2 separate regions of the Mus musculus genome follow, and region 1 is linked to region 2. A link is a contact called in public Hi-C data. All regions are on one chromosome and are shown on one strand. The core of a region is the stretch at or near the end of the contact, and the rest is flanking DNA. Distances in the headings are between cores, read along the strand shown.

Region 1 (3,712 bases), core at 215-2,714, 34 kb before region 2:
TTGGGGTTTGGCTTGTGTTCTTTGCTCAGTCATGTGTCTCCTCCTTTGCTTTCTTTCTTGGTTCCAGAATGCTACTGCTATCATTGTCTTCTCTCGTAAGATCTTCCCACAAAGCATCTCTTTAAGACCTTGTACATGGGGGAGTGAGTGGAGGTTTAAAGGCAGGGTTGCCATCCATTTGTGCTGCCTCAGCTTACTCTCATGCCTGTCTTTTGCCCGAGGCCATGCCGAGAGCTTGGTCGGTCTTATGTGGAATGACACGTCAGTGAGTTTTGATGAAAGCTCAGCCTCACCCAAACTGGTTCTTGCAGCAAGAAATATTTAGTGACAGAGATCAGGACAAATGGACAGCCTAAACATTGGGAATCTGGGTAGCCTAGTGTAGGCTCTCTAACTTCTATATCTTAACCACTAGCATCCTAACCATCAGCATCCTGAGATTCATTCCATCAGCATCCTAACCATTAGCATCCTAACCATTAGCATCCTTTTGCTGTTTATATGTGGCATCAATCCTGCCATTTTTGATGCTAAGGATGAGTTGGTTTTAAGCCATTTTTGTTCACCATGGTAATTAGGCTCTGCTATGATCCACTTATGTCTCTCCCTTGGATTCTCATGTGCAGTGTTTGCCTCAACCCCTCATACTCATGGGTCTGAAGAATGGTAAATACGTAGAGGAGGAGGAGGACGAGGAGGAAGGGTATGGTGATTAATCTTCACTATCAATGTGACTGGTTTAGAATGCTGAGGAGACACACCTTTGGGTGTGGGGAACATGAAGGTTAGGAATCAACATTGAGTAAAGCTGGAGAAGAGGGGAAATGAGCTGAGCATGGCCCTCCTGGCTCTCTGCTTCCAGACTGGACCCAACATGATCATCTGTATCAGGCTACCTTGCCTTTCCCACCATGCCAGACTGGACCCTCTCAACATATCAGCTAAGATGAACTCCTCCTTTCTTAATGTTGGTTTTTGTCATAGCAATGAGTAAAGTAGCTGGTATAGTTGAGAAGGTTATGAGGGAGGCCATGGCCTTCCTTGGTGGCCAACTTTTCTCCTCTAATCTCCCACAGAAAGGAGCCCAGCCAAAAGAAAACTCAGCACAAGTGAAGCGAGCTACCCCTTCCTTTCCCTCCTCCCCTGCTGCCTCGTCCTATCCAGAAAAAGGGAGCTGACATCAGCACACATTTCGGAAGGACATCCCACGGAAACAGAGGTCCTTTACTCCATGGCAACGCATTAGAGCATCTTTATAAATACACACTTTACTATGTTACTAGAATGTTGACGGACAGTGCGTTTCACTGTGCCAGTGAAGAACATCTGCTAAAAATAAAGTCTGTGAAGATCGTTTTGCCTCGTACAATTCTGAGAAAGAGTTTCCACTAACAGAGTCCAGCCCCATTCCTTCCAAAAACTGACTCTGGTTGTCCTTTGTGGACCACAAGGATATAACCACATGGGTAGGACCAAAGGCAAAACAACAGAGTTTGTGGGGGTGAGTATTCCTCCTCCCACACTGAATTATGCTGTGGTGAATGTCAGCAAATGAGGTGGAATGTCAGCATCTGAAGACAAACTGATGCTGACATCAGCCCCTCTGTGCCCATAAATACAGGAGTGTTCTGCTACTTGCTATTAATCAGTAGGATGCTGGCCAGGGTCTTGACGACCTTTGTCATTAGAATGGAAGACTGAATGGTCTGTAACTTCTTACTTTTTGCTGTTCTGTGTTAAAATACTCCCAACGAGATCACACTAAGGGAGGAAGGGTTTATTTTGAGTCACATGTTACAGTCTGCATTAGTGGGGGAGTTTGGGCAGCAGCTGGTCACTTTGCAGATCAAAGGAAGCAGAGGGAGGGTAAAGATCAATCTATCCCTTTCACACAGCCCAGGATCTCAGCCTAGAGACTGGTCCCACAGTGGGTCAGTCTTCTTATCTCAATTAACGAGATCAAGATAATCTTCCAAAGGCATTCCCAGGTGCTTATCTCCTAGGTAATTCTAGGTCTCTGGCAAGTTGACAGTTGAGATTGAACAGCATGCATAGGGTCTATGAGTTAGAAAGGCCTGGTGATCAATAGGACTCTACAGTTGGCTGAATGGTGTGCTCTTGCTGGCCTCAAACTCACTATATATTTAAGGTTGCCCTTGAACTTCTGATCTTCCTGCCTTCACCTCCTGAGAGCTGAGATTCCAACCATGCACCATCAGGATTGGTTCATATGGCTGGGGGGGGGTGTATGTGTGTGTGTAGAATCCTGGGTTTTTTCCTGCATGTCAGGCAAGCACTGTATAAACTGACCTACATTCCCAGCCCTGGATTCATTTTTCAACACCCTGTAGTTTTACCTTGCACTTGGCTCCATGAATTTCTCTAGGTAGCCATACTGATCCAGGGATGGGGCAAGCCAGAATGGTAGGAGGACTCTCTGAGGGATCGAGCAGCGAGGGTTGAACAACCACCATAAAGCATTCTAATCTCCAAATGACTGGCAGCAACTAGAATATGCCATCTAGATCTCTGTCCTACGTGTGGGTGGCTTGATGTGAGGGTCCAAGAAAGAGCCCAACATTGACTGAGACAATCCTTTGGAGAAAGGACTCCTGGGCTTGGAGAGCGAGGGTCAGGGGGATGATCTGAGCCGTGTTGGTTGTGATACTTGGATACCTCCGTCTCTGCCTGTGCCCCACTTCATTAGTCTAGATTTTGAAGAGGAGGAAACAGAGACATGCTTTCTCTGTGGCAGGCGTGAAGCACAGCATCCCTTCTATTAGGACCAGAGGGAAAATTGGGTAGGTTCTACACATTCTAACACATACGCCTTCGTTTATAGACAGTCTGACTGTCTTCATTACTCTGAACTATGATTTTACTTCCCATAAGAAATAGTCCAGGCTGGCCCACTGGGTAAAAGCACTTACCCGCATGGTGAAGGAAAGAGCTGACCCTGAAGATTGTCCTCTGACCTCCACATGTGCACTGTGGTATACATGTGCCCTTCCCAAATAAAAAAATGTAATAAAAAAAAGATATAACCCCCTAGACCTGGCATCGTGGGTGCAGTATGTGCATGTTCTGACTGTCCCTTTTTCATCTGCTCCCTATGTCAGAGCTGTCATGAGTGCTTGGCCATGTTACTCCTAGCAGACTCTCAATGCAGCCCCCTAAGCATTCTGAGCAGTGACTAAAATTACAGCATGTCAAGACCATGGATACAGACTGAAGCCAAGGGAACGGCAGTCCTTTTTCTGGCCCAGTCTATGGGATGTTGTATACATAAAAAAAGAATTTGTTTTTCGTCTTAGACTCCTGGGGCATAACTTCTAAACCCTTGGAATTCCCTAAGTGGTAGGGATGTCTATAGTAGTCATGGTGGGCCGTGGGTCACTCCCAAGTTTATACGAACAAGGTGACTGTCGGTGACTGTTGTGTATGGGCTGGATAATGATCTAAATAACCGTATTTTCAGTTTTGCGTGGATGAGTTTATTAACCATAAAGAAAGCCAAAGTAAAAGAACAAATAGAAGAGATAAGAAGAGAGAGAGAGAGAGAGAGAGAGAGAGAGAGAGAGAGAGAGGAGATAGATAATAAATACCAAATTAGATGCTCAAAACATCCAGCAACAAACCAACTAGGGCACTCTCGTTAGACAATCTGGGGTGTGTGGTAGAGTAGCAGTCAGATCAGAATATCCTCTTAGGT
Region 2 (3,448 bases), core at 426-2,925:
AGTAAAGGGCTGGAGAAAGCAGGCAAATGAGTGGCGTCTTCCCGATCTCACACGCAGAAGCATGCGTACCAAAGCATCCCAGGGCCTTCTGTGTTAAGCTAAGACACGCCTCAGTGTGCTGAGCAATGTTCATTCTTATTCATTAATTTTTGGCAAACAAACTTTGTCTGTAGGCCAAATAAGAGATAATCAAATTAGTGTGTAGTCATACCCACACCCCATGTCTCCTGGGAAGATTTTTAGTGAGTGAGTTTTCTTGACTTGGGCAGCATTGACATTTTCGGTGAAGTAATTACATGATGGTGGCTGTCCTGTGTGCTGTGGGGTGCTTTGAAGCATCCCTAGCCTCACTCTATGACTAGAATCTAATGTTTTTCTTTATAAGATAAGCCATGGTCATGGTGCTTCTTCACAGCAATAGAAACCCTAACTAAGACAGATGTTGGTACCAGGGAATAGGGTATTGCTGTGATAGGCCTGACCATGCTTTTGTTTGCAGGAATGTAGACTGGGAACTTTAGATCAGGAAAGCAGCTTAATGCTTTAAGCAGGGCTTAATGGGCCATACTAGGAGGAACATGGAAGACAATGGTGCTGACGGTGGTTTGACCTAAGCAGGGGGCAATGGCTCAAGGGGTTTCAGGTAAGAATATTAATACTTGGCCTAGAGATCTTCCCTGTGATATTTTTGTGAAGAATATGGCTATTTTCTGCTCTTGTTTAAGAAGAAAAAAGTCTGCCTAAGGCTAAAGTGAAGAGTTATGGATTAACAGAGAATCCTTGGCAGAGATTTCCAGACAGCTTAGTATTGACTGTGTTGTTTGACTATTAGCGTTTACTCTTATGCAGATCTATAATGAAAAGGAGAAAAATAATCAAGGAAAAATACAAAATGTATAGTTTAAGGAGAAAGAGGGCACCAGGAAGTGGGATGGAGGCAAGTCCTTGAAAGGGTCCATGATTCACCGAAGAATGATACCCCAGACTCAAATAGAATGTAAATGCAAAGAGTGTTTTATTATGCAGAAGTGCAGCAAGCTGGGGTCTCTTGTTACCAGAACAGAGAGACAACCTAGTGAGCTTGCAGGCCTGATTTAAAGTGTATTTGGAAATTCTGGGGTAGGTTAATCTGTTGGGTCCATCTCTATGGACATTCCGTTACTGGGGTGGAAACTTGTTCGGGAGGTCTGGAAACTGTTGCTGACCCATTTGTCCTTGCCTCAGGCCAGGTGGCAGGGCAGCTTCTGAGGCCTGGACTTGCCCAGTTCTTGGAAACAGAGATTTAGAGCTAATCTGCTTAACTGCCAGTGTGCAGCCAATCATGGAATCAGCCTAGCCTTATTATTCCCCCTTTTCAGTAATGGGCCATCTTGAATCCATAAGATGTTTCTGAGACCCCTATATTAGCAGCTCCAGCCAGCTCTATGTCATGTAGAGGACCTAGTAACACAGCAGAAATGGCCACCCTTTTAACTAGACTGTTTGGAGGTGCTAGCTGGTTGATGACACCCTCCCCAGAGTAATAAGTCATTCTAGGAATAAACCGTACTAGAACACAAAATCCCTCAATTGTATTTACTAACCAGGCCATAAACGCATGGAGTAAGTCCCAAGGTACAACCCCATCAAACATTCTCTTGGGAGGAGCATCAGTATCCTGCGACAGTAGGGGTTACAGTGTAGTTGCAAAAGTGAGAATAGGTTGGGGGTACCGATGCAGAGTCCCTGGGGGAGAGGCCATCTCTCAAAGATGTGAAGATAAAACCTGGATTGGATTGGAGACCCCAAGATGTTGGAGATACCAAAACCCTGAATTACCCACTGAGGAGAGTTGCAGACCAGGTATGGAACCAGCCCAAGAAGGAGAAGTGTGCTTCAGTTAAGAAAACTAAAAGGAGTTGGAGGTCTTTGACATAAGACATGGAAATGCAAAAATTTTGAGTGTGCACTGCTGATTTTTGGTCTTTTCATTGATCTGATATTTCCTCACTACACCTCCTTTCTTCCTCTTTAGACTGGGAGGAATGTTCATTCTGTGCCATTGTTTGTTGGAAGTTTCTCATTTGACTTTGCTTTTACAAGGAATTATAATTAAGAGACTGAGTTGATGACCTGAAATAGTAATTCACACCTTTAATCCCAGCACTTGTGGAGCAGACTCAAGTAGATCTCTGTGAGCTTGAAGCCAGCCTGATCTACAGAGTGAGTTCTAGAACAGCCAGGGCTATTCTTCCCCTAATTGAACCGTAGGGATCCCTGACTTCAGTCCAATGTTAGGTGTGTAAGTATCTGCTCTTGTCTCAGTCAGCTGCTGACAGGACCTCTCAGAGGACAGCCATGCCAGGCTCCCATTTATAAGCATATCATAGAACAGTAGTGTCATGCCTTGGTGTCCCCTCATGAGATGGATCCCAAGTTGGACCTCCTTTCCTTCAGTCTCTTCTCCATTTTTGTTCCTGTAGTTCTTTTAGACAGGAACAATTCTGGGACAGGGTGAGGGGAAAGGGGGAATAGAGTCAGATATGGGGGGCAGGAGAGAAGCCCAGAGGGTAAAGGGAATGAATGGAAGTAAGCAGCCTTGGGGAGTGGGAGGTGGGGATGCCCTCTAGAAAGTACCAGAGACATGGGAGGTGAGGCACTCTCAGGACTCAGTGAGGGTGAACCTTAGCCAAAGTGCCCAACACTGGGGAAAGATAAGTGGAAGAATCCACCTCCAGTAGGTAGACAGGGCATCACGTGGAGGGACAGGGTTACTAACCCACAATCAAAATTCCTGTCTAAGAGACTTTGGACTTTTAAAGAATGTTAGACTATTAAAGACTTTTGAAGTTGGACTAAATGCATTTTGCATTATGATGACAGCTGCAAGCCTATGGTGGCCAGGGAGTAGGATGTGGTGGTTTGAATGATAATGGCCTCCATAGGCTCATATATGTACATGCTTAGTTATCAGGTGATGAACTGCTTGAACGGATTAGAATGTGAAGCCCACCGCAGGCTCAGGCTCAGGCTCAGGCTCAGGCTCAGGCTCAGGCTCAGGCTCAGGCTCAGGCTCAGGCTCAGGCTCAGGCAGGCTCGCTCTCTCCCTCCCTCCCTCCCTCCCTCCCTCCCTCCATTCCTCCTTCCTTCTGCTTGCTGCCCATGGACCAGGGTGTAAAGCTCTCAGTTACTTCTCTAGCACCATGCCTGCCTATGCACCACCACACTTCCTGCCATAAGGACAATGGAGTAATCCTCTGAAGCTGTAGGCAAGCTTCCACTTAACTGCTTTCTTTTGTAAGAGTTGCTTTGGTCATAAGTGCCCCTTCCCAGCAATAGAACAATAAGTAAGACAAAAAGTATGATGATATCCTCTGTTCATCCCAGCGCTCAAAAGGCACAGGCAAGAAGATCAGTAGCTCAAGACCAGTCTCAGCTACATAGAAAGTTCAGTGTACAGCTGGACTGT

The links. Hi-C and Micro-C count contacts between places; a contact is called where the count stands out from the background.
Region 1: a Hi-C map of uterus shows a contact between it and region 2. The contact joins the enhancer-like site here to the promoter of 9130221F21Rik in region 2. A contact is called at or near these places in 7 of 484 Hi-C or Micro-C datasets (bone marrow-derived macrophages, conventional dendritic cells, forebrain and 3 more), 3 of 115 datasets of contacts at active chromatin or transcription factors (bone marrow-derived dendritic cells, embryonic fibroblasts and embryonic stem cells) and 2 of 9 other capture datasets (bone marrow-derived macrophages and embryonic stem cells).

The regions. Positions count from the first base shown.
Region 1 is chr6:72,074,278-72,077,989 of GRCm38.p6, reverse strand. No RefSeq gene overlaps it. Among named protein-coding and RNA genes, the nearest start is that of St3gal5, 21 kb to the left of the region's middle. Within about 2 kb of position 1,464, at least 14 of the 459 cell types and tissues checked have an H3K27ac peak or open chromatin away from gene starts, as enhancers often do. A contact at or near this core is called in uterus, where this site is marked.
Region 2 is chr6:72,040,755-72,044,202 of GRCm38.p6, reverse strand. It overlaps 9130221F21Rik (RIKEN cDNA 9130221F21 gene), which reads left to right and starts at 1,675. Exons shown (of 3, transcript NR_046180.1): 1 at 1,675-1,842.